Linked DNA regions of Mus musculus: region 2 is linked to region 1. The links are chromatin contacts, called in public HiChIP or PLAC-seq maps. All regions are on one chromosome and are shown on one strand. Each heading gives the region's core, a stretch centred on a gene start, on an enhancer-like site or on the middle of the called end of the contact. The rest is flanking DNA. Distances are from core to core; before and after follow the strand shown.

Region 1 (2,700 bases), core at 97-2,596:
CATGGTGTCTGTTCACAGCAGTAAAATCGTACCTAAGACACATGGACATTCCTTTATTTTATTAAAAGCTCACTTGATTTTTTTATCCTGGCCCATCACCTCTCCTTGGAGGGAATCCTGCGCTATCCAGTTCCTAGTTCTAGAAGGAGACACTGAAGCACTTATTCTCCATCTGGATCTTCTAACCCTGGGCACTCTCCTCCGCGGTGTCTACTTTCTGCAGTTGTTCCACTCCAAATGGTTTGCCTTCAACATTTCTAACTGCTCTTTGGCTAGGACACCTACGTCCTACTGGTGTCTGTTCTGAAATCCACAGACTTATCAAGTCTGCAGCATGGCCTCAGGGCCACCCTACTCTTCAACGGGTACCCAGAATTCAATTCCCTTTCATGGGACTCTTGAACATGAGGAACCAGGAAGGTCAGATTGTTCTCCAAGGCTGCAAATGTAGAGAGCTGCTTAGAACAGCCCTGCCCTGGCAGACCTGGGCTGTTCCTTTCAATCCCTTCCTTTCTCTTTCTGGCTCCTGGGCATCGCTCCATTTTGCTGGTATGTTTGCCAAAGCATTTACGGCGTTTCCTAATATTTTTACCAAGCACGTGCATGTCGCTGACCCGAGACAGCTGCCAAGTGAGCTTGGCACACCATTCTCTCCATCATCGATTCTCCTGAGGCCAAACCTGAAAGCAGGCTAGAGAGCAAGTTCCCTGGAGACTGTGCACCAAACCCCTTCCCCCTTGGGGTTGAATCTGCAGCCGGCCAGTTAACCTCTCAGCGAAATATAAGGCTCACGCAGATCACTTTCTAAGCTCTCCGTTAGCTTGCAGACATTGCTTTGAGCAGCCTCAAAACCTGTAGACAACTGATCAGGTTATAAGTACCCAGGCAGCACTGATGGAGAATTTCATTGAAGACCTGGCTAGCACAGGCCTTCGATGGCATGGATAGGAAGAGAAATTCCCCACTTCAATTCTTCCATATGAGTTCCCCTTCTGCATGAGACAACCTTACCTGCCCATGCAAGGAGCTTCATCTCTGCAGCAGCCTGGTCAGCTCTGTGCAGGGGCTGAGTCCAGACATTAAGAGATCCCAGAGACTAAAGGAGACTCCCATCGCCAGAAAACGGCACCCATCTGCCCAGCTGCACACAGATCAATGATTAATGATTTTTATAGCCCAATCAAGTATCCAGACGGTCACCCATGTTGTCAAATGACTTAGGACCACCCCCCCACCCCACCCCACCCCCGCCACCTCCCCCAACTGGCTTCCTGATCAGGGCAACCCTGTGTAGGAAAGGAAATAAAGAAAGCCTTCTGTGCCTGGGGTCACAAGGTCATGGGGTTTCGATTGGTGGGAAACAAAACAGACAATTTCCTGGAGGGGGCAAGTGAAAAGGAGACCCTGAGGGTCGCAGGAGGGAGGTAAAGCTGCCAACTTCAGAGGAAAATATTTACAGGTCAATAAACCAGCCAGAGGCCAGAGCAGGGGCCTGGGTTCAGGCTTCCCTGTGCAGCGTGCACAGAGCCACTGCTGAAAATGGGGGAAAGAGGAGAGAATGAAAGACCCTGGGGAAAATAAGAAGACAAACGATGTTGGGGGTGTGGAGGGCATGAGAGAGCTTCGTCAGTGAAGTGCTTGCTCTGAAAGCAAGAGGCCGAGTTCCAGCCAAACCCCTAGTACGAGGTGTAGAGGTATGTGTTTGCAATCCAAGCACTGGCTGGTTCCTGGGGCTCGCTCCTAGCCAGCCCAGCCAAGCCAGTAATATCCAGGAGAAAGCGAGACTGTCTCAAAAAAGAAAAAACAAGGAAAATGATATCTGAGGGACAGACACTGAACTTTTCTCTGGGTTCTACACGCATACACTTACATGTGCATGTATGATCCCCACAAGTGCTTCTGCATAGGTATGCATGCGAAAACATGTAAGCAGGCATACTCTCTCTCTCCTCTTACACACACACACACACACACACACACACACACACACACACACACACACACAGAGGAACCTGAGCGACAGAGGCCACTCAATGGTGTTTGGCTGGTGTTTTACTTATTTATTCATTCTTTCACTCAGCTTGTGTGTGTGTGTGTGTGTGTGTGTGTGTGTGTGTTTGTGTGCAGTATGTATTTTACACAGAAGAGTGAGTCCCTAGTGCAGGCATGAATCACGTATGTTGCTAAGAACGGTCTTGAATTTCTGCTCCTCTTGCCTCTACCTCCCAAATGCTGGGATTACAGCTATGAAACCCCCCTATCCAATTTATGCAATCCGGAAGTTCAAACTCAGGACTCAGTGAATGCTGGGAAAACACTCTTCATCTTAACTATAGCCTGAATCCATTCCCCAAATCTTAACGCTGAGCTCTGAAGCCAGGTAACGGTGGGTGTGGTCTTCTCTGACTTGGGTTCATTGGGTATCTTTTCAACTTAAGACAAGCAGAGTGGGCTCAAAAGCACTGGCCAGGGTCCTGCAAAGCAGGTGTGAATATGGACAAACAAATACAGGAAAAGTGTCAGAAGCCTGAACAATGTCACCCTAAGACAAGAAGTGCCAAGGGATGCCAAAGGCCACCTGAAACTCCCAAAGTTCAGGGAGATGACGGACAGAGGTACCTCTAAGCCTCAGAAGGGGCCACTCCTGCTGACATCTGAATTTTGAACATCCAGAACTCAGAGATTGTATCTCTGCCTCGA
Region 2 (2,735 bases), core at 10-2,509, 140 kb after region 1:
TGCGGGAACACTGGGGGGCTGGGGAACACTGAAGTCACTGTCCCAGTAGGGCGCGTCTCACGCAGCTCAGAAACTTAGGGCAAACCTCAAGAGTCCCTGACCCTCCTGGGCCCGGAGGCCGTGCCTACCTTCAGCCGAGCCAACAGGCCGCGGGGATTCGGGCCACAGACCTGACGGCCAGTAGGTGCTCTAGGGTTTGCACTGGGAGGATCATCGCCTCTTCCTCCTCCGGCCACCACAGTCATTTCTACCCAGGTATCCTCCAAAAACACGTCTGTGCTCCTTGACAGGGTCTCCTGAGCCCTGATCAAGCCCACACAGAATCCTCCAGAGGTGGAAGAAACGCTCGAGAAAACACTACGAGGACAGGGGGAAGGGCACTTCCCCTTCAGCCTCGCAAATCAAATCCCGGGGCCAAGCCCCCAGCTAAGCAGGACCCACCAAACACCACTTTGGCCACCAATTTCAACAAAAGGGAAGCCAAGACCTTCGATCGTGCGTTCCCCACTGCCCCGGGGAAAAAAAAGACTAACTCAGGACCGCATCTGCCCCGGAGGCAGACAAGGTTCAAGGGATGCATGTGGACTGGAACGGCGGTGACCTGGGAAGAAACGATGGAGTCCAGGTCTTGGGTCACACAGAGCACGTCTACCGGTGCACATCTCGACTGTGATGTACTTAAGAAAAGCTCCCGGCCGCTGCCCACCCCGGCCTCTGGAAACACTTAGTGGTCCCTAGAGCGCAGCTCATTGGAACCAGCCCCAGGCGACTGAGGGCACGGGCCCAAGCTGGCGCCGAGCGCGCGAAGCATGGCCTTGCCTGGCGCCCCTCGATCGAGAGCACCGGCGCCCGCGCGGCGGCCGAGAGAGTGGTGGAAGAGCGGGCAATGCTCGGAGGGCGCACGCAGGGTCCTTACCTGCCGTCCAGGGTGTCCAGAGCAGGAGCGCCGCAGCCGTCCAGACGGCCCGGGCGCACAGAGGCACACGGCTCGGCCGCACCCAGCCCCGAGCCATGCTGCGGGCCGTGGGTGCCCGGTCGCCTACCGCGCGCTCGGCCTTTGGGCTTCGGGCCGGGGCGCCTCAACCCCTCCCCGCCACGCGTCCGCTTCTTCCTTCCTCGCGCTTCGCAGGCTGGTCCCCTTCGAGGGCCACTCTGGTGTCCCTTTTTCCCTGCCCCGATGCACCGATTCACTGCAGAGACTCTGGGGCTCGGGCACGGGCGTCCCGCCGGCCGCCGGGAAGAGCACAGGGGGGGCGGAACGCGGGCGGGCGCGCAGGAGGCAGGGTCCCCAGCTCGCCCGCCCCGATGGGCAGAGAGGCCGGCGCCGGCGCCCTCTGCCGGAGTGACTCAAGGGCAGCGACCCGAGTGAGCGGGAAGGAGCCGGGTCCGCCCCTGCGTCCAGGGAGCCGCCTGCAGCACCCGCCCTCCCGCCAGCGCCTCCGGGACTTCTAGGCACAAAGGTGGAGCCTCCGGTTCATCTGCTCTTGCAGCAGTGTTGCCACCCACCATCAGAAGCCTGGAAACTTGGGGACCTGGACCACACAAATCATTAACTAGGCGTCCCTTGATGAAGCCCCACGAGGGGAATTCAGTTGTCAGTTCTTCGAAATCCTGGGCCCAAAGTGAGAGATGAGGTATGGTCTTCGAACACAGATTTTCCAGAATATAGCCGGCTGCGTCCCCATGGGCGTCCTGCCAAGCCCCTTGGGAGGATCAGGACCCTCCGGGAATCTAGCAAAAAGTCAGCACACGCCCCATTAATGAGGGTAGTAGGATGGGAGCCAACCAAGGCTATGACAACAGCCAGCACACATCAGGGAAGTGAAGGGTCCTGGGGCAGAGCTTGAGCGAGGGGTCCTGGAGTATCCCAAGAACACACTGGAGACCAGGGCGTCGACAATGTATGTGTTAACGTGTATTTTCCTAATGAATGTTATGTGCCTTTGCACGGTAGTATCTTTCCTTTGTTCACCAACAGCCTAAACTTCTTCTGGGAAATATCACTTCAAATATTTGAAAGGAGGAGGCTGGGAGTTTAATTCAAGGTCTTCTACATATTAGGCAAACAGTTTGATCTACATCCCCAGCCTTTGTTGTTGCTGCTTTGAGATGTGCTCATTTTTATTTTACATGCATGTGTGAGTACCTGCGTGCATGGCTGTGACCTAGATGTGTGCAGTGACAGAGGAGGTCAGAAGAGGGCTTTACATCCCCTTAAGCTAAGGTTGCAGATGATTGTGAGCTTCGTTGGGAGTGCTGGGGACTGAACCAGGGTCCTCTGCAAGAGCAGTCGGTGCTCTTAACTGCTGAGCCAGCTGTCTCTCCAGCCCCGGCAGCATCACTCCTCTTTGACAGGGTGTTGCCAAGGACCAAGGTTGGTCTTATTTGGTTCAGTTGTTTTCATTGTTGTTGATGTTGTTTTTAAACAGAGGTACATGAATCCTAGACTAACTTCAAAGTTGTTATGTAGCCAAAGATAACCTCGAGTGTACCCTGCCTTTGCCTCCTGAGCGCTTGGATTGCAGGCATGTGCAGATGGTGCTGGAGACTGAGCCCAGAACCTCTCGAATGTTAGGCAAGCACTCACCCACGAAGGCATAGCTCCAGCCCCACATTTGGTTTTAATTGGGTTGCCTGTAGTCTTGGTTTTTTTATGACTTTAAGAGTTATTTGTAGCTAGTCACGGTGGCATGTGTCTTTGATGAACTTGGGAGGCAGAGGCAGGCAGAGCTCTG

The links. HiChIP or PLAC-seq counts read pairs in DNA pulled down with a chosen protein or histone mark.
Region 2: an H3K4me3 HiChIP or PLAC-seq map of embryonic limb bud shows a contact between it and region 1, with 4 times the contacts expected there. The contact joins the promoter of Ror2 here to the enhancer-like site in region 1. A contact is called at or near these places in 9 of 39 promoter capture datasets (the 3T3-L1 cell line, the C10 cell line, cranial neural crest and 5 more), 1 of 15 datasets of contacts at CTCF or cohesin (embryonic stem cells), 5 of 484 Hi-C or Micro-C datasets (embryonic fibroblasts, embryonic limb bud, palatal mesenchyme and 1 more), 19 of 115 datasets of contacts at active chromatin or transcription factors (the NIH/3T3 cell line, craniofacial prominence, embryonic basal ganglia and 10 more) and 3 of 9 other capture datasets (adipose tissue, liver and pancreatic islet).

The regions. Positions count from the first base shown.
Region 1 is chr13:53,141,860-53,144,559 of GRCm38.p6, forward strand. All of the region lies in intron 2 of Ror2 (receptor tyrosine kinase-like orphan receptor 2), which reads right to left. Among named protein-coding and RNA genes, the nearest start is that of Gm52058, 27 kb to the right of the region's middle. Within about 2 kb of position 1,347, at least 12 of the 459 cell types and tissues checked have an H3K27ac peak or open chromatin away from gene starts, as enhancers often do. A contact at or near this core is called in embryonic limb bud, where this site is marked.
Region 2 is chr13:53,284,865-53,287,599 of GRCm38.p6, forward strand. It overlaps Ror2 (receptor tyrosine kinase-like orphan receptor 2), which reads right to left and starts at 1,260. Exons shown (of 9, transcript NM_013846.4): 1 at 917-1,260. The coding sequence starts at 1,013. It overlaps Gm33574 (a long non-coding RNA gene), which reads left to right and starts at 1,317. Exons shown (of 3, transcript XR_382385.4): 1 at 1,317-1,634.